4 separate regions of the Mus musculus genome follow, and all the other regions are linked to region 1. The links are chromatin contacts, called in public Hi-C and promoter capture Hi-C maps. All regions are on one chromosome and are shown on one strand. The core of a region is the stretch at or near the end of the contact, and the rest is flanking DNA. Distances in the headings are between cores, read along the strand shown.

Region 1 (4,702 bases), core at 639-3,138:
AATCCCCTCCCAAAGGGATGAATGACACAGCAAATCATGAAGACATACTTTGGAATCAAACCTGACCAGGTTCAAGGCCAGGCTTTACCCCATTCTGTGTGGCCTTGTTCAAGGTACTTAAGCTCTCAGAAAAGAAGATCAGATTTCCCAAGCTGTAAAATCAGGAAACATTATCCACCCCAAACGGGCTAAGGACTGAGGAGTAAGCTACACAATGTAGAAGCTTTGCCTACCACATGAAAATGCTGAAATATTAATTCCCTGGAAGAACGCCTCTAAGGTAAAGAACATGTATCCCAGACTAAGGTTTTAGATGTATGTTTTCACTTTAGTTAAAACGCATAAGGAAAAGGCGGCTATTACCGTGCTTGCGACTGTAAGCAACACGGCTCTTAACACGGCTATTAGTCGGCATAACACAAACTATCCCCAATCTAACGCCAGGGGAAGAATAAGAAACAGGACGGTCAATGATGGGTGAAAGATAGAGCTCCTCAACTCCCCCTACCACAGAGGCATCAGCTATAGCATCCAAAAAGGTTTTGACTGCACAGAGAATTTAAAGATAAAGCTGTAAGTGTTCCGTTCCGTATTAAAACTAAAGCTTTTAAGCGGTCACGATATTACGAAGTTTTTAAAGCGTGAACTCGGATTGTAAGCCGATCACGTGACCTCCCACAGCTCCCAAGCTTAAATGTTAAAATATGCAAATTCCCAACCTGTAACAGCTTTGTGCGACCCGGTTTTGCAGCCTCCAGCCCCCCTGTCCCTAGCTGTCCAGCCCACATTTAAATCCGCGGTGGAGAAGTGGTTATTTTCAAAGACGACAGCACCACCGTGGCGACTAGGACCAGTGATCGACCATTCTTTCTCGAGAAAGAAATACATACTACAAGGTGCAAAAACAGGACACAATCAAAAAAGCGTAAAGACAGTCACAAGGAGAAAAAACATGAATGAATGTGGAGGGCGGAGCCTGGGAAAACCCCTCTGCAACGCTGCACTGAACAAAGCGCTTCGCATGCCAGAAGGAGGGGGGAATGGAAGTGCCAGCTCCGGAAGGAGCCTAGAGTGGATGCGGAGAGCAGGAGGAGGAGGAGGAGGAGGACAGAGTCGGCGAGAGCAGCAGCCTTGAGACTCCTCCTCGCGCCAGCCTCGCCACAGCCCCCTCCCCTCTCTAGCCGCAACTCCGGCTGGAGCCCGACCCCGCGGCGAGCCCAAGCCGCCCCGCGCCCCTACCCACCGGCCCCGACCCACCAGCGGCGGGCGCGCGCCCTACGGGGAGGGAAACTACCCAGGTGGCCCGGAGTAAACAGGCACTCCGGGCAAAGACCGAAAGGGAAAGCGAGCCACAAAGCCGGGAGGTGCGGAAGCCGCGGCCTGGTCTCCCGCAGCCCCGCCGAGCCCTCCTGCGAGAAGCGGCCGCGGCGACCAGGAGGCCGGCCCTCCGTACCTGCTGGGCTCGCAGGACCGCAGCTCCCGCCGCCCGTGCGGCCAGGACCCGCCGAAGTGGCAAGCGGCTCCCGCACGCAGCATCCCCTCCGCAAGGTCGGCGCCGGCACACGCGCACACACTCACTCACACGCACACCCGCGCGCCCGCCCGCCAGGGGGAGGTGGTCCCGGCCCCCGCCCCCCGCGCCGCGCTCTCCCGGGTGCAGCGCCCCCACCGCCGCGCCCGGCCCCGCACCCGTCGGGAACTGCGCTGCACTTGACAACCGGGACATCAGCACAAGCGGAGCCTCCTCCCGACGGGCACCGAGGCGCGAGCTGGGCGCGGGAGGGACCGAGTGGAACCCGGCGGGAGAGCGGCCTTTACCTCTCCCGGGTGTCCGTGAGGACGGCTGGCAGCGCGAGGGCGGCCAGGGCGAAGGTCGGCGGCTTCCCCCCGCGCGTGGGCGGGGCAGCAGGGGATCCCCGGGGGCGGCGGGGCGGGGGCTGCGGCGGGAGGGCGGGCTCCTGTGAAGCCGGCCCGGGGCCCCCTGCCGCCCCGCCCGCCCGCCCGCCCGCCGCAGGCCCCGCCGCGGGGACCCAGGACGCAGGAGGAGGCGCGGCCCGAAGGGCGGGGCGGGGCGGGGCGGCAGCGGAGGCGGGGCTCCGCGGCCCGGGGAAGCCCGGCCGGGCCGCAGTCGGGGGCGGTTGGCCCGGGAGGAGGGGCGGGGCCGGGCGGGGCCGGATTCTCTTTACCGTCTTTTGACTTTCTAGAGCAGGCTGTGGGCCGGCCCGGTGACGTCATGGTGTCTCCCAGCCCCGCCCCTCGCCCTGGCCCTGGTAGGGAGGAGGAGGAGGAGGAGGACCCTGGAGGGAGGGGGGACCCCAAGGGGGTTTCCTCTGCTCCGCGTAGAGGGAAGGGGAAAATCATAGTGAAACTTGAAACGCATTAACTTTAAAAAATAACTTTTAAAAAAGAGAGAGAGAATGAAAGGGGGCTGGGTTGTTGACTTGGAGGGTCAGAGGGGACGTGTTATTAAGCCCTAAACTGAAACCACTTTTTTGGTGGCGGATGTTCTATTAAAAGACCGAGGAAAGCCAAGGTTATTCCGGAGAGAGCCGGTGCTTCCCAGAGCCTAAGCAGCGGCGAGCGCAGTTAACCCCTCCTTAGCTGCCTGTCAGCTGGGGACTAACCCGCGAGGGAACTTTGGAAGCCGAAGAGGGGGTGCGGGGCGGAGCCACCCAGCAGGCTTCTGGAACTCTGGGGGAGTGAACAGGGAAGACAGACTAATTTATTACAAACCAGAGTTTGACCCCGGCTGCTAGAAAGCGTTAGAGAACGGGAACTGGAAACTTCTGGAAATATCAGGAGAGCTGACTCTGGGGAACGAAGCAGGTTTTCAAGGGTAGGCATAATACTAGCAGTTTGAACTTAAAAATTACACGCATCCACAAAAAAAAAAAAAAGCCGATAGAAGATTGTACGGGCCACCTCAAAGTTGGAAAGAATAAGGTGTTAAAAAAAAAAAGGCGCAAAACAAAAATATTCTTTGTTAAGCGATCATACGCCCACTAACAGCTGACCATCTGTGCAAACTTGTTTTGCTCCCTTAGGCTTTCATAAAGATGTCCAGGTCGTTCCTGCTAACGGTTGACCCCTAAAATCCCCCGAGGAAGTCCTACCTCTAGCTTGCTGGAGCTAAGAAAAGCACAAAGCCCCAGAATGGAAATTATTAAAAATGGAATACTTGGTAATGGCAAGCTTAGAGCCAAAAATAATGTTTTGCAGAGGAAGAAAATATGCCTACCAAAAAGTAAATTTGGTCATAGGAGCAAAGATTATGCAGCTAGAAAGCTCGGGTGGTGGGTAATACTATGTCAGCCTTACAATGAAAGAGTACCATTTTAATATTCCAGTAAGATGTCTTCTATTTTATTAAATGAAATACCCAATGGGTAGGATTCATAAAACATATAATGTAGTTCCCCTCCCCCAGCCGAGCTGTTTGAACCAAAAGATAAACATGCAGACATAGATAATGTGTTAAGATTAAAAACAAAAAGTCTTCAGAAGTCGAGTTTTTGTTACTTGAAACAGAAAGAGAAGAAAAAAAAGTTAAGTGCCAGAGAGAAATTTTTAACTCAATATTTGCTGAAGACAACAGAAATGTATCCATGAACCCAGGATGTCTCCAAGATACAGCAATGCTAAGAGCGTTTGAGAAAACTGCATATCTGGTTTTGATTTGTCATTTTACTGTGTTTTCTTGAGCAACAAACCAGTATTAAAACTTCTCTCTGAGATAGTTAATATAAGAACACTTTCCTGGTAAGTTTTCTGAATTGTCTAAATGCGTTTTTTTTTTTTTCCATACCAAAATGCAGGGAAAGGCAGCTATGTTAAATGTTAAGTAGTTGGTTTCGGTTTGTTTTGTGACACAGTAAATAGTAGATCCTCAAATAGCAAATAAACGGAATTGGATGAGTGAACCCGTCCAGCCCGGTAACTGGTAAACTTCAGCTTGAACTGTCAAAAATCCTTGAACAATGGGGATCCCAATGATGGCTCTAGACTGGGAAGGCAGAGAGATTCCAAGGGGCCTCTTTCTCTCCATCCAGCAGGCCAAGTAAGAGTCTTTGTTGCGCCCCTTGGGAGACGTAGGGTCCTGTGGGTACTCTGACCTTATCTCTCCCGCTGAGCATCTAGGGGAGAGCATCGGTCCAACCCGAGGCCGCACCCGAGCGTCCCCCAACCCCGGTTCCCACGCATCTGCCCGGCGCTGCCTGGCTCGGGCTCCCCCTTGGCACGGCCCCGTGGCTCCACGGCACCGGCCCTCCGGCCGGTGCGGCCAGCAGCGCCACCGCCACGCGGAGATCCCGGAGGTTCCTCCTGTTGGCCCCGGGTCACACCGCCCGCTCGTCCCTCCCCTTCACCCTGCGAGCTGGGTTTTCCCGTCCACCAACGAGTCCCCTCCCCCCGGCCCCCACTCCGGCGACCCGGCTACAAACCCTCCCCTGCTCGCTCCCAGCAACTGTCCCCCCTACGCCCGGGCTCTTCCCAAGCCAAGCAGACAAAAGAACGGAGGGAGGAAAACTTACCGAACTACAAGGCAAAAAAAAAAAAAAAAAAAAAAAAAAAAAAAAGTCTGCTCCCAAGCTTCCTGGTTCAACTTTTCATTTTAAAAACAAAAGCAGAAACCAAAAGCCTCCTAGGTTGGAAGTGGGCGTGAGAGGAAACGCTGGGGGAGGCGCTTGGTTCCCTCCCTGCGCTG
Region 2 (4,702 bases), core at 902-3,401, 100 kb after region 1:
ATACCCTAGTGCCTGCACGGACTGCTAATGATAATGCCGACAGTAACTGCTAATGACAGACACGGGCAGTCAGGGGGTGCTAGCCATGCATGCCACAGGTACCACACCGGAGATAGCAGATACTACTTAATTTGGTGAGACTATGGGAAAGGCAAAATCTCAATAAACTGGTTAGAGGTTGTGGAATCTCCAGTGCAGGAAGTAGGAAGTGACTTCCTCCTTTGCTGACTCCCAAGAGGAGCCCATCACCCTCCCGTTGGCGGAGGGGGAGGGGGAGGGGGAGGGGGAGGGGGAGGGGGAGGGGGAGGGGGAGGGGGAGGGGGAGAGCATGTGGGATGCTTGCAGCATCTGACCAGAGTCTTCTCTACGCACACCTGTTCTCTTTGTCCACTCAGTAGGTAATGTTTCTGTGGCTGATTGAGAGACTTTCTTCTTTGGGTGGGTGGGGGGGCTGAGGGGGGGGGGGGAGAAGGGGGTTTTCATACATGCAAGGCAAGTCTCTCTGTACCATAATACACTTTTCACTTTTAAAAAAGTAATTAATTCACTAGCTATATTCATGTTGAGATTACTTGTGCTTATTTTATTTACTAACATAAACTTTTTTTTTTGTTTTTTTGTTTTTTTTTTTTTTTGGAGACAGTGTCTCATTAACCTGCCCAGTTTGGCTTTGAGCTCCCACAGGTAGCCCAGAGTAGCTTTGAACTTGCAATCTATGGTCTCAGTCTGTCAATTAACTGAGATTACAGGCCTGTGTGGCCAGGCCAAGCTGAGGGCCTTTATTCTCAAATGACTGTGAGGAAAGACTTCCCCAAAGCCTGGTAGGACAGGTGTTTAGATTCATGTCTCAAAAGATATGTGGAGGCCCTAGGTGTGCCCGAGGGAACCTGAGGCAGGAGGATTGTGTTTTCAAGGCTAGCCTGAGCTATACAATGAGTCCTTGTCTCTAAAACCAAAGCAAAACAAATAAAAAGGTCTAAAACCCATAAAAACCTAACCCCCACTTCTCCTAAGAAAGCACAGGGGATTTCCCCAGCTGTCTTCTCCCAGAATTTTCTTCAAACAAGAAAAGACGGTCACAGAAGTGAACAAATAGGCCTTAGAAGTACAGAGTCTTAAACGAACTAACCAACAAGCAAACAAACATCCCAGCTTATGGCTGGTGCAGTGAGCAGAAGCAACCATCCAGGTGACAGGAAATAGCTCATCCGCTGTGACTGGCTCTACTCATCCAAACAGTGATCCAGACTCGTGGGAGCCTTGGACAGAGGTCAAGAGTCCTTGGGCTTCGTCTTTGTCCCTCCTCTCTTCCACTTTCCTCTCCTTCTCTCTCCCCCTCCCTTCTCCCTCCTCCTCCCCTTCCACCTTTTCTGATCCTTAGCTTGCCTATCTCCCCTGCCTTCTTGTCTTCTCCATCCTTTTACCCCTGCCCCCCTTTTCTCCTCCTTTCTCCCTTTCCCCTTCTTACCCCCCTCTTTTCTCCTCCCCCCTCTTTTTTTCTCCCCCTCTCCCTGCCACCTCATCCCAGATCTTAGGCTTCCCTACCAGATACCCACAGCTTGCTTTGTGTGATTGTTAGAAGACCCAAAATACTTGAGTGAATTCTTTACTTTGGGGGGGGGGGTAAAATCAGGTTTCAAACCTCTTCTGTGTTTAGGGAATTCTGTTTGTTTGTTTGTTTGTTTGTTTGTTTTTCGAGACAGGGCTTCTCTGTGTAGCCCTGGCTGTCCTGGAACTCACTCTGTAGACCAGGCTGGCCTTGAACTCAGAAATCCACCTGCCTCTGCCTCCTGAGTGCTGGGACTAAAGGTGTGTGTGGTGTGCCACCACTGCCTGGTTGGGAATTCTTAGGAATTCTCCCTGACTTAGGATCATTCCAGCATCTGCTGTGTGAGTGGAAAGCTATTGTGAATCTAACGTGGTCTAATGAGGATTGCTCAGGACAAAAAAAAATAAAAAATAAAAAATAAAAATAAAAATAAAAAAAACCCAAAACCTGGGTCACAGAATCACATGTGTTGCTGTCACGAGCCAGCTTTTAATTATGTGCTTTTGATTACCAGGGCAACAAGGGGAGAAACTGTTCCTCTGGGTGACCTCATAACCACCAACAGAAAAACAAAGAAGACCTCAGGCACTCCTCCTCAGACAGCAGTGTGGTTACTGTAGAAGGCACATTCACAGGAGGATTTCTTATCATTGCTGGGTGCTAGCTGCTGCCATATTGGCTGTGGCCTCTTTACAGATTTTGAACTGCTTGGAAGAAGAAATTATACTTTTCTTTAGAATGTTGTTCTCTCTCGACACCTGTACAAACACACACGAACGAACACACACACACACACACACACAGAGAGAGAGAGAGAGAGAGACAGAGACAGAGACAGAGACAGAGACAGAGAGACAGAGAGAGAGACAGAGAGAGAGTAAAAATAATAAGGGAAAGGCAAGATCAGGCATCATTCAGCTATCCCTCATGTGCACGGAGAGCTAAGCTGGTGCCCTTGTAGGATACTGAAATCCATATTAATACTCAGTTTCTTATTAAAATTGGCATATTATTTGCCTAGCATCTCAACACCTCCTTCAACATACTTTAATTCACTCATTTGTTGATTGATATCCATAGATGATCTTGTTGAGTGGCTCTCGCTGGCCTGAAACTCACTATGTAGTCCAGGTTAGCTTCAGACTCATGACTACCCTCCCATCGCAACATCTTGAGTGCCAGTTTTACTGGTGTGCATCAGAACATCCAGCCGTCATAAATTTTAAAGCATGCCAGAGTGACCAAAAATAGTTAATACAGTAGAAATGTCTGTAACTCGTGGCTACATTGCATTTTAAGGGGATAATGATACCCTTTAGGAAGTTTTGTTTTTGTTTTTGTTTTTTAAGTATTCTAAACATAGTTATGGTAGACAGTACTTTTTGCTGAGTATTTATAATCATTTGTTGATTGAATTCATGGCACAATGTAGCAGAAATGGGTATGAGTATTTGACTTTGTCTCTGTCTCTGTCTCTTTCTGTGTGTATGTTTCCTGTGTGTGTGTGTGCTTGCATGCACGCACATGTGAGTGCATGTATAAGTTCCACCCCACAAGTTAATTCCCCTCTTGGGTGTCCCTCTTCCCATCAGCACTCTCCTCTCAGATCCTCCTACTTCTTGGACTTTGTCTTTGCCAAGGGTCTCATCCATTCTACCATCCTCCCCTGAGTTTACTGGGCATTGTTCGTGTGTGCCCTCTTTTGCCAAGTAAAATGGTGTAATCCAACCCTTGTGGAAGAGTTAACTAACTAGAGTGGAAGGCCACCAGTGTATAAGGATACCTATAATAACAAAAAGCATTGTTCTTGGGCACAAGTTATTAATTTGTCTGCTATTGAAATTTGAACATAACATTAAATATTGCATATTGGAAAATCATACCTTTCCGCCAATGTTTGTGTACAGCCCTATCCTGACAGTGTTTAGAAGATCTCTTTTTTATTATAGAACTATACCCAAATGATTTCCCTCTATCCTGATTCACTAGTACTCTAGTCTCTGATAAGGGAACTCTGTATGGTCATCATTGCCATCATGGGCTGAAAAGAGCTCCTCCCTCCCTCCCTCCTTCCCTCCCTCCCTCCCTCTCTCCAAGCTTCCCTCCCCCCTCCCCCCTCTCTCTATGTGCATGTGTACAGGTGAGCACATATAGATAAGCCCATATATATGTGAATGTGGCAATGAAGCCAGAAGCCATCCTGAGGTGTGTTGCTTCCCAGGATCCATCCACACTGGATTTTGAGGCAGGGTCTCTTAAGTGACCCAGAGATTCCCAATTAGGATATGCTAGTCTGGCTAGCCAGTCATCACCAGGGTCCTTCCTGTCTTTGCCCCCCACTCCCTGCATGCCTGGCTTTAAAGAAGAGTCTTTGAGAATGTATAGATGTATACAACGTATCTTGGCCATATCCACCCTTATTCCTCTGTAGCATCCTGCTCCTATCACCCACTTAGTCTAATGAGTGACTCCCATATGTGGAGCTATATACATCTGTGCAAAGGGAAGAGCAACCTACCAGGAAGCAAAGCCCTGAACGAAAACACCTCTCCCTCCCTCAGTAACCACACTGCCATAAGCTGCTGCTGTAAGTGGGACCTCGAACGCCCCTCCTCTCCCATTCACAGTTTCCTGTAGAAGGCCCGCACAAGATCAAGCCACTCAACAGGACTTCTTTCTGTTTGTTTGTCTGTTTGCTTAGCCCCAGCTCCCTGGCAGAGCTGCATCCTCAGACGACCTTTCTATCCCTTATCCAGAGTGGCAATGTTGTCACACAACACGGAAAGGCATAATCTAAAAAAAAAAAAAAAAAGAAAGAAAGAAAAAAATCTCGGGGGTCTGGAAGCAGACCACTGGGCAAGGAAAGACACCAATAAGCTCACAGCACATTCGCAGGGACAGCTTCTGTCTCCTGGAGGACAGCCGCATGCCACTGAGAACACTCCTGCTGGCTTTGGTCGTGGGCACAGCAATGTCTCAGTGGTTGGAGGAAGATAGCACAGGCTTCCTCTGGCATTCCCTAGTGTGATTTTTCTGGAGGTGATCTTTCTCCTCTGTTGTTTCTGCACCGTGTACCTGCCACAGCATTTTAAGGTGTCTGTGACTACTTGACAGAGCTAGTCTGTAGGCTCTGACAGTAACAGCAGGATAATG
Region 3 (4,702 bases), core at 622-3,121, 98 kb before region 1:
TCGTGTGCCTATGATTGTGTGCACATTTGCATAATATGCTGATGTGTTGAGTACATCTGTCTATGTATGTGTGGAGGTGCACCTGTGTTGTATGCCTGTGTGTGTGTACTTGTGTTGTACACCTATGTATATGGATATATATATAGTACCCCTGTGTGTTATGTGTCTATGTGTGTGGGTATGTCCATAGGTACAATCTGAAGACCAGAGTTCGAGGAGATTGTGTCTTCCTCTATTGCTTTTCAGTATAATTTTTAAGGCAAGGTTTTTCACTGAAGCTAGATCTTGTCCTTTGCACTATATCAGCTAGCTGACAAACCTCCAGGCCCCTCCTTTCGCTGCCCTCCAGAACTGGTACTGCAGGCGTGTACCACCAGGCCTGGCTTTTCTGCGGATGCTGGGGACTGAAATCAGGTTCTCTGCTCACAGAGCAAGCACTGTGTCCACAGAGCCATCTTCCCAACCACTCTTTTCTTAATTTATTGTATTTATTTTATGTATGTATATATGTATGTATGTATGCATGCATATATATCCATCTGGGTGTGTGACAGTCTATATGTCATGAAGCATGCAGAGTTCAGAGGACAACTTATGGAACTGTTTCCCTCTACGATGTGTGTATCACATAAATCTCCTCCCACTGCCAGCCCACCCCCATTTTATCTCATTTCATTCTCTTAAGTTCGAGCTCTTGTTAATAATATTTATGACGTCATTAACTTTGGTGTTCATGGTCACACTCAGTTTCTGCCATATTGATTCCTATCTTTCATGTTCTCCCTGTCTTTCTCTGGCTGAGAATATGGAAGGGCAGTCCAGTCACTCAAGGACACACGCCAGGCCTTTTTGAAGTTGCACCACCCATTCCTTCTTGATTCTGCTGGATCTCTATGAGAGGTGCTCGGGAGGGGATCAGGTGATGGTGCTGTGCAGAGGGGGACTCCGAGCTTCTTCCAGGGCTGTGTCAGACTGAAAAGCTGTCAGCAGTTCTAGTAGTGATGGTAGTACTCTTAACAGAGGCAAAGCACAAGGCTTAAGAATAGTTTTCCAGAAGTTCTACAAAGGTTTCCTGGCTTTATATGGGAGCACTGAGCTGGTTTGAGAGGGGAGGGGGGCCCTTTACTTGGCAACCACAGACGCTCACTTCCCCATGCGTGTGTGGGACTGTGGACCACAGGTGGACAGTGAGGACCAGTCATTGTCAGCAGGAAGATGGCCAGGCTAATGATGGCAGTGCAGTTAACGTAACACTACAGAACCGTTTAAAATAATTACTACGATGGCACGGCAAGCTGAAAATTGTGATACATGAAGTATACAGGCACATTCTTTTCTGTCCCTAGAGAGAGGTCTAGGCTAAGAGGCAGATATCTGGGAATGCACAGTGAGGGCTGTTTTTTGTAAAGGTAAACAAGTGACCAGCCAAAGAAAACATGCTGTGGAGAGGAAAAGAGGCCTGATATTAGAGGCCTGGGTAATTGCTAGACTTAAGGCTAAGCTAGGAGTGGGAATCAACAAGGTAGGACCTGGAAAGATGCAACGACACCCATGACAGTGAAGAACCTGGGCACTCCTGTGGCCCAGGGTGTTAAACACACACGATGGCATTAAGGAGAGCGACCAGGCTTGTGGCATAGGAATGGGGAGGATGGGCTCAGGTCTGAAAGCATGGTCAGTGGGACCCAGGGGCCAAATCCACCTCAGCCACGGGGCTAGTGTGGGGAGGGGGGCTGAGCTCAGGGCCCAGCTAAGCTGGATCTCTCCCTGGGAAGCTGGACAGGAAGGGCAAAGCCCAGATATTACTAACAGGGGAGAAGGGCGATTTCTCAGGGTGAGAGGCTGAGTGTGTGTGCAGACAGGAAGCTCTCCTCAGGACAGAGGAGGAGACTGAAGCCACAAGACAGAGAACTAGGCAATCAAATGCATAACAAAGAGGATGTATAATCAGGAAGCTAGGGAGGACAAAGACAACTGACTATCGGGAATGAAGACACGTTCACGTAGGTGGCACATCTCTGACTCAGTCCTGGGCAGGGAGCAGAAGGAAGCACTTTCAAGTCAAGGAGGTTTCATGAACGTGGTGTGCAAAAAACGCGTTTAAAACACACATGGGGAACAGCATGCAAACCAGGCTGCACACAGACCAGCAGAGTGAGAGGAAGGCACAGTGGGAAAGGTATTCTGCCAGCAGCTGATCCTCAGCCCTGAATACAAAGCAGGAGAGGTGGGGATTTACACAGTAGGCACAGGAAGCCACAACACTTCACTGCCAAGCTCTTCCTTCCCTCCAGGAAGATGATCAAGAAATATTAACCAGGAATATATGATCAAGTAATGGTAATGTGGTGGCGGCTGCTTAAATCTCACCTATCTTTCCAACCTCTTATCTACTTCACTCTTACACCACTTAAAGAAGACTAAACTGCCAGCCTAAAATGCTGTATTGAGAAGCAATTCAGCGCTCACCAACAAAGCTACAGCAGAGGACAGAGATGCGGCCCTGTTAGGAAGGGGCGGAGCACGCACACATGCAGCCTGGATCCCCCGAAGCCACACTCAAGAAAAAAGAAGAGAGGAGGAGAGGAGGCAAGAGGAACACAGGGGAGGGGAGGGGAGGGGACAGTGTGACAGTGCATGTCTGTGATCTTAGCACCAGGCAAAGTGGAGACAGGAGGACTCCTGGGCTAGTTGGCTAGCCTTGCAGAATCCTGAGCTCCATGCTTGGTGTGTGAAAAAAAAAAAAAAAAAAAAAAACTGTCTCAGAAAACAAGAATAACTCAGGAAGAAACCAGTGTCAGTGCCTGCCCCCAGTACATACACGCAATGCACACACATGAATATATACGTGCATCTACAGCACTCCCATACATACGAAGGCAAAACAAAGACTTAATCCGAAACTTCCCTGTCAGGAGACCTGTACTGAAACGCTGAGCCCGTTAACCTGAATCTAAGCTTATATATAAGATCTGGAAGTGTAACGGGAAAGGAATCCTAAGATGGCTGGCATTACTGCTCTGCTTTGAAGTCCACCACCTTAAAGATGCTCTCATGAGCATAGCCATGTGGGAAGCAAAACAATGGCCAGCAAAATGTGACCTCCCTGATACCTGGAACAAGTGTGCAGGTTTCTTTAAGTGCTAAAGAGGCTGTGCTGGCCTGATGAGGTCATGGACTTTGGAATGAAGAAATTACCCTGAATTACAGTGAGATCCTTTCAAACTTCACAGCAGAGTCTCTGGCTAACCAGCAGTCAGGTAAGAGACTGGGCTAGAAGATTCGACCTGCCCCTACTGGCTACAAAGCTACAGAGAAGCCAGGGTGTGCCGGAGAGCGAGAGCCCAGGGTAGACTGTAGATGCAGAGTGTCCTCAGACTCAGGGGCCCAGAGTCCTGACCCCAAGGCAATTGTGCTCAGAGGTGGAACTTTGGAGAGTTAGCTGGACTGATCGTGAGGACTCAAGACTTCTTCAGGGGATTGACCAACTAATGGGTTCATAATCAGACTGTAATACTGTGGAACAGGTCTTCACAAAGAGAAGTCCCTGGCCTTTCTGTTCCTCTGTGGCAGGTTGTCAGGAGCTGAACAGTCTCTCCAAGATTCTCTGTTTTGCCTCCTGTACAAAGGCATAGAGCTGGGTCACCAAGAAACTGAACCTGGAAAAACCTTTCCTTCCTTTAACAACAGTCTCAGGTATTTTGTTACAGCAAGCAAAGCTGGCTCAGACAGCAGGTGCTTAGCATATGCAAACTGTTGGGTTCAACCTGCTGTACCAAAATAAAGAAGAAATACGAATGAGAGAATGACTGGAGAAAAGAAACGCTGATCCAATGGTTGTACTGCCCTTGAGAGTCTAGCCACAATACCCAATGCTGCCAATAGGCTAAGTGAGCAAGAACACATTATTCTCACTACCTCTAGAAAGAAACAGCCCCTGACACCTTGATGGAGCCCACACTCTCATTCATAGAATGTCAGGGCAGTGAGCATGGTCAGGAGTATAGCTCAATGTCAGAGTGAATGCTCAAAATTCAGGGCACTGGGTTCAATGCCCTGCATCATACACATTAATATAATTAATAATAATAACCTTAGTAAATGAAAATAAAAGTGAATTATCTGGAGCAATAAAAGCAGACTGTATCCGATAAGGTCAAACTAGACTCATAAAAAGTTAAATGAGCACACCATGTCTTCTAGCTGCAACAAAATTCAACTAGAAATAAATAATGTGAGATAGATGGAAAATCCCCAGCTGTATGGAAATTAAGCAATACAATTCTAACTAACTAAAGAGGAAAAAGAAGTCACCAGGGAAACAAGAAAAATCAAAACAGAACTTGAAAACTGGGAAACTGTGATGAATTCATGCCAATGTACACCACAATGCCACGCCACACACAATGCCATGCATGGCCACAATGTCATTCACCAGGACACAGAAGCAAAGGACACAGAGACCTCGCAGTGCAAGACCAGGACAAGAGGACCTCTGCCAGAACCACTGCTGTTCTTAACCATTTCTTGAGAGCAACCAGCTTGTGCAACAAGCCAGACACGGATGGTAAGGATGCACAGCATGTTGTGGGGACAGTCATTTAAAAAGACGCAATGAAATGACCACAAGTCTTGAGTGCTACCTCCTTACCATATTCACAAACAGCAATCTTTCTATTTATACCAAGGCTGGTAGAAAACA
Region 4 (4,702 bases), core at 1,337-3,836, 84 kb after region 1:
ACAACCCCCCTGGAATGTCAGAGCAGGAGATGAACTTTTAGCTCAATGAAATGGTCAGTTTAGATTCTACTGGCTCAGGAATTATTCTATATCACTACTTGAGAGAGGAAGAGTGTATGTAGGACCAATGCTTTCCTAAGGAAATCACCCTACTCAACTACACCAGGTACAGTGATTTTGTTCTTCAGTAGATTCCACTGGTAGAAGGTGGAGGTAGTTTGCTTTGGGTTGTAAAGTTTAACATCTCAAATTAAATAACCCAATTGATTTTGTATAAGTGAAAGTCTCACTTTAAGTGAGACAAACTTTTATTTTCATGAGTCTTTGATATGTTTATTATATGAACCTGGTGTACAAAAGTATTTTTTTCTGCAGTATCAGCATTCGTTATTCCAAAAAGATGTGTAAGTGAAGACAGGAAAGTTATATAGTGCCAGGTGATGGGGGCACCCACCTTTAATCACAGCACTCAGAAAGCAGAGGCAGGTGGTGCTCCTCTAAGGTTGAGACTGGCCTGGCTGAGGAACAGAGCAAGTTCAAGACACAGAAACCCTGTCTTGAAAAACCAAAACCAAATCCAAAAAGAAAAGGAAGAGAAGAAATGTTATATAGTGAAATTATACAGTCATAAACTATTTATTAGTATTCCAAATACATTACAATCCAAGACTGATATCACTGCATCTATGATATATGGAAGCAGATTTTCCTTATGGCTCAATGAACAAGGAGCTCAATGTCCAATTCACGAACCAATTTATATTGGCTGTATCTTAACTTCTCCATTTCTTCTGAGAGGTTTCCCATGACATTTTGAATTTTAGATTGATCATATATATGCTTTACTTAAAATTTTCTCCAATTCCAGGTGGATAGATCAAACCTTCTTTCAACATGTATTGATCTCCTTCTGCCTATGAGATCCAGGAATACAACAGCAAGTTAAACAGCAGCCTTTACCCTCCAGTCAGCCGTGCATTTACAACTAGGCGAATAAGTAACTCAGTAAAATGCATACACAGAGTGTGGGTATAATCATAACTGTGGCTCTAGACCACTCCTAAAATCAAATATGTGTGTTCATTAAAAAAATCAACAGCTCTCATAGCGACACAGGCGTTCTCTAGATATCTAAGTGAATAAATTAGATTGAAGGTATGAAGTGAAGTCGCTCCCACTAAATGGGCCATTTACGTGAATAAGCAAGATTCTTTTGGGAGGCGAGTCCTCCTGTATCAAATTGGGAAGCAGCCTTTATTACCAACGACTCCAGCTTGGGATTGTAATGAAGCTTAATAAAGCATCCAGTTGCAGTCACCTCCATCTCCCATCAGCCTTAGAGACATCCCTAGAATCTTACCACACTGCCCACAGATCTCTTTATCCTGTCATGCCTTTACGGAGAGACCTATCTTAGACAGAGTACAAAAGTAACGAGTCATTATGTCTTTTCGGCTTTTGTTCTCCTGAGAAGATACTCATATATATGCAAATTTTAAAAAGCTTGTGTGTTCTCTTGATAATTAGCCTTGCATTGACTAAGTTCCTATGATTCCCAGGAGAACTAAGAGGAACAGGTAGGTAGGAGGGGATATCTTCCCTCCCTTACAAATGACTGATGTTTTAAAAAAAAAAAACTATCAGGTGCAACAACACACTAATGTGAATACAGTTCAGAGCAAACAATGACTAGTTTTAGGTGACAGATCACGGAGTCAGGTTCTCTCTCCTTCATCTTCAGATAAGCAGAGCACCTGTGGGATGTTCCAGGCACTAGTGTTCTCTCTCCTACTTCCTGTGCAGGCTGGGGTCCCGTTATACCTCAGCCCTCATCTTCAGCACAGGATCTGCAGAGAGCGTCACTCTCAAAAGTCTCGTTCATGTTTAAGCAGGCTCTCATATAGAGCACAGGCGCGTCCCCTCCCTCTGCCGCCCAGGGTACACCGCTGACGTGAAAGGGCCTTTGAGGTAACAGATACAAAGGATAAAAGGGATGAAGTAAGATGCTAATGGTTCCGACCAACCAGTTTGCTGACGCTGCATCCTTTTATGAAAGGGCAGACGCCTTACAAATGCATTACGCATTGATTTAGAGAGAGAGAAAGAGAGAAAAGTGTATTGAAGATGTGCTGTCATGTTTTCAGAATAGCTACCGCTGAAAGCATCGGGAAGGCCATTTCTTCAACTGATCCGACCTAGTGGAAAGAGTCTCACAGCTTCCCCCCACAAACAAACAAACAAACAAACAAACAAACAAACAAACAAAAAAACCAACCAAACAAACAAACAACCAAACAAAAAACGAAGTCAGCTCCTTTAATGAAGTGGGCCAGTGAGGAAGGACTTGCAGCTCAATACAAGAGTCTATGCTCTGAAAATGCTGCACGGTGTATTTTTTAATTTTCCTTCTCATCTCCAGAACGGGAGATGGAGGGAAATCGACCTAAAGGCTTTGAAAAGACACGGTGGATCAGACTAAACAACCTCTCTTTCCTCTGTGTGGTCAAGCTGCCCAGGGTGCTAAAAGTGCTCTTTGTCACACAGAACCGTGCTTGTAAACGTGTTGCAAAACCTGTGTAAGACTTACTCGAGCATGCTGCTCTTGTTTGTGAAATAAAAATAAGTGAAAGTTGAAAATAGTTTGGAGACCAAGAGTCAGCCCAGTAAATGAAATTTTACCCTGTTTACTAGCTTGCTCAAATTCATTAAGCCTTTGCTGAGATGTTAGTGTTTGCTTTAAAAGCACCAGTAAGTATACCATCCTATACTCAGTGTGTGTTTCCCAACCAAACAACAAAGCTACTGTTTCAATCCTTCTTTGAAAGCAATTTGCTGTTAAGGATAGACTAGAGAGATGAGGGGGCAGTTTGGTATTATGTTCTAGGCTGGGCCATAAAGTCTTTTTCATCAACCGGCACTAACTAAACTGTAGCACTTCTAAGAAGAGAGTTATAAAGAGTATAAACGCCCTCAGATTGCTTCGGGCTGAGTTTGTTTTTGCTGCTGTATTTTTTAGATTTGTAAATTGCTTCCTGAGGGGTGGTACTAGAGAGGTCAGACCCAGAGACATCTCCCTTCAGTTTTCTGCCTCCTAAACTGCCAGGTCAGGAGAGGAGAGTACAGCTCCCCAGGGGTTCTGCCTAGGAGCCTTGTATGGCTGGTAGGAACATTGTTCACTGCATCTTATATGTGAGTTCTTCGGTACTTACACATCGTTTTAGGGTGTATTCATTTGGTTTCTCCTTCTGGCTTTGAAGTTTTTCCACTGCCATGTTTCCCTGGAATCTCCACTAAGACTAGACTTTGGGGTATTTACCAAATCTATATTGAGCTTAGGTAAATCTTAGGCTTTCAGGCAAATCTTTGGTCAGAAATACAGCGTTGTCTAGCACTCAAGAGGCCTCACTTCTGGAACTTCCCTTTCGACTTAGGATTCCTTCCATTTCTTTCCTTCCTTCCTTCCTTCCTTCCTTCCTTCCTTCCTTCCTTCCTTCCTCTTTCTTTCTTTCGTTCTTTCTTTCTTTCTTTCTTTCTTTCTTTCAAGATTTATTTAGCTGGGTCGGTGCCCTGAGCAGACCTTGGGTGCAAACTCCGCAGCCAGTCCCACAACACCCAGAGGAAGCTCTACTCCCAGGCACTCTAACACGTCCAGGGTCCCAGGATCCCAGAATCACAGGATCACAGAGACATCTCAACTCTGAAGAGTTCTGACACAACCAGGATCACAGGAAGGGCAGGCTCCAGTCAGATAGAGCCAGGGCAGGTAGCATTAGAGATAACCAGATGTTGAGAGGCAAGCATAAGAACATAAGCAACAGAAACCAAGGTTACTTGGAATTATCAGAATCCAATTCTCCCACCATAGCAAGTCCTGGATATACCATCACACTAGAAAAGCAAGATTCAGATCTAAAATCACTTCTCATGATGATGATAGTGGACTTTTAGAAGGATATAAATAACTCCCTTAAAGAAATACAGGAGAACACAGTTAAATAGCTAGAAGACCTTAAAGAGGAAACACAAAAATCCCTTAAAGAATTACAGGAAAACACAATCAAACAGGCAAAGGAAATGAACAAAAACATCCAGGATCTAAAAATGAAAATTGAGACAATAAATAAATCACATAGGGAGACAACCCTGGAGTTAGAAAACCTAGGAAAGAGATCAGGACTCATAGATGCAAGCATCACCAACAGAATACAAGAGATAGAAGAGAGAATCTCAGGTGTAGAAGATACCATAGAAAACATTGACACAGCCGTCAAAGAAAACACCAAAAGCAAAAGGCTCCTAACCCAAAACATCCAGGAAATCCAGGACACAATGAGAAGACAAAACCTAAGGATAATAGCTATAGAAGAGAGCAAAGATTCACAACTTAAAGGGCCTGTAAATATCTTCAACAAAATTATAGAAGAAAACTTCCCTAAGCTAAAGAAAGAGATGCCCATGACCATACAAGAAGCCCACAGAACTCCAAATAGACTGGACCAGAAAAGAAATTCCTACTATCACATAATAATCCAAATACCAAATGCACTAAACAAAGAAAGAATTTTGAAAGTAGTAAGGAAAAAGGTCAAGTAATATTTAAAGGCAGGCCTATCAGAATTACACCAGACTTCTCATCAGAGACTATAGAAGCTAGAAGATCCTGTGCAGATGTCATACAGACCCTAAGAGAACGCAAATGCCA

What was found. Promoter capture Hi-C pulls out the DNA fragments that hold promoters and counts their contacts. A called contact is a pair of places that touch in the nucleus more often than the background predicts.
Region 2: a Hi-C map of CD8 T cells shows a contact between it and region 1, with 2.7 times the contacts expected there. The contact joins the enhancer-like site here to the promoter of Hivep1 in region 1. A contact is called at or near these places in 3 of 39 promoter capture datasets (the 3T3-L1 cell line and 3T3-L1-derived adipocytes), 16 of 484 Hi-C or Micro-C datasets (CD4 T cells, CD8 T cells, adipose-derived mesenchymal stem cells and 10 more), 12 of 115 datasets of contacts at active chromatin or transcription factors (CD8 T cells, T-cell acute lymphoblastic leukemia, bone marrow-derived dendritic cells and 7 more) and 1 of 9 other capture datasets (adipose tissue).
Region 3: a contact with region 1 is called in a Hi-C map of bone marrow-derived macrophages, with 3 times the contacts expected there. The contact joins the enhancer-like site here to the promoter of Hivep1 in region 1. A contact is called at or near these places in 6 of 39 promoter capture datasets (the 3T3-L1 cell line, the HPC-7 cell line, HPC-7-derived erythroid cells and 2 more), 1 of 15 datasets of contacts at CTCF or cohesin (the G1E-ER4 cell line), 34 of 484 Hi-C or Micro-C datasets (B cells, DN2 thymocytes, the G1E-ER4 cell line and 22 more), 9 of 115 datasets of contacts at active chromatin or transcription factors (DN3 thymocytes, the HPC-7 cell line, T-cell acute lymphoblastic leukemia and 5 more) and 3 of 9 other capture datasets (adipose tissue, liver and pancreatic islet).
Region 4: a contact with region 1 is called in a promoter capture Hi-C map of 3T3-L1-derived adipocytes, with 5 times the contacts expected there. The contact joins the enhancer-like site here to the promoter of Hivep1 in region 1. A contact is called at or near these places in 2 of 39 promoter capture datasets (the 3T3-L1 cell line and 3T3-L1-derived adipocytes), 9 of 484 Hi-C or Micro-C datasets (adipose-derived mesenchymal stem cells, beige adipocytes, brown adipocytes and 5 more) and 1 of 115 datasets of contacts at active chromatin or transcription factors (embryonic stem cells).

The regions. Positions count from the first base shown.
Region 1 is chr13:42,049,207-42,053,908 of GRCm38.p6, reverse strand. It overlaps Hivep1 (human immunodeficiency virus type I enhancer binding protein 1), which reads right to left and starts at 1,888. Exons shown (of 9, transcript NM_007772.2): 1 at 1,819-1,888. It overlaps Gm28707 (a long non-coding RNA gene), which reads right to left. Exons shown (of 2, transcript XR_001780922.2): 2 at 3,342-4,133.
Region 2 is chr13:41,945,865-41,950,566 of GRCm38.p6, reverse strand. No RefSeq gene overlaps it. Among named protein-coding and RNA genes, the nearest start is that of Gm22157, 47 kb to the right of the region's middle. Within about 2 kb of position 2,151, at least 26 of the 459 cell types and tissues checked have an H3K27ac peak or open chromatin away from gene starts, as enhancers often do. A contact at or near this core is called in CD8 T cells, T-cell acute lymphoblastic leukemia, memory CD8 T cells and 2 more, where this site is marked.
Region 3 is chr13:42,147,385-42,152,086 of GRCm38.p6, reverse strand. All of the region lies in intron 3 of Hivep1 (human immunodeficiency virus type I enhancer binding protein 1), which reads right to left. Among named protein-coding and RNA genes, the nearest start is that of Gm32778, 37 kb to the left of the region's middle. Within about 2 kb of position 1,871, at least 82 of the 459 cell types and tissues checked have an H3K27ac peak or open chromatin away from gene starts, as enhancers often do. A contact at or near this core is called in DN2 thymocytes, the HL-1 cell line, the HPC-7 cell line and 11 more, where this site is marked.
Region 4 is chr13:41,966,230-41,970,931 of GRCm38.p6, reverse strand. No RefSeq gene overlaps it. Among named protein-coding and RNA genes, the nearest start is that of Gm32555, 53 kb to the left of the region's middle. Within about 2 kb of position 2,586, at least 9 of the 459 cell types and tissues checked have an H3K27ac peak or open chromatin away from gene starts, as enhancers often do. A contact at or near this core is called in 3T3-L1-derived adipocytes, beige adipocytes and brown adipocytes, where this site is marked.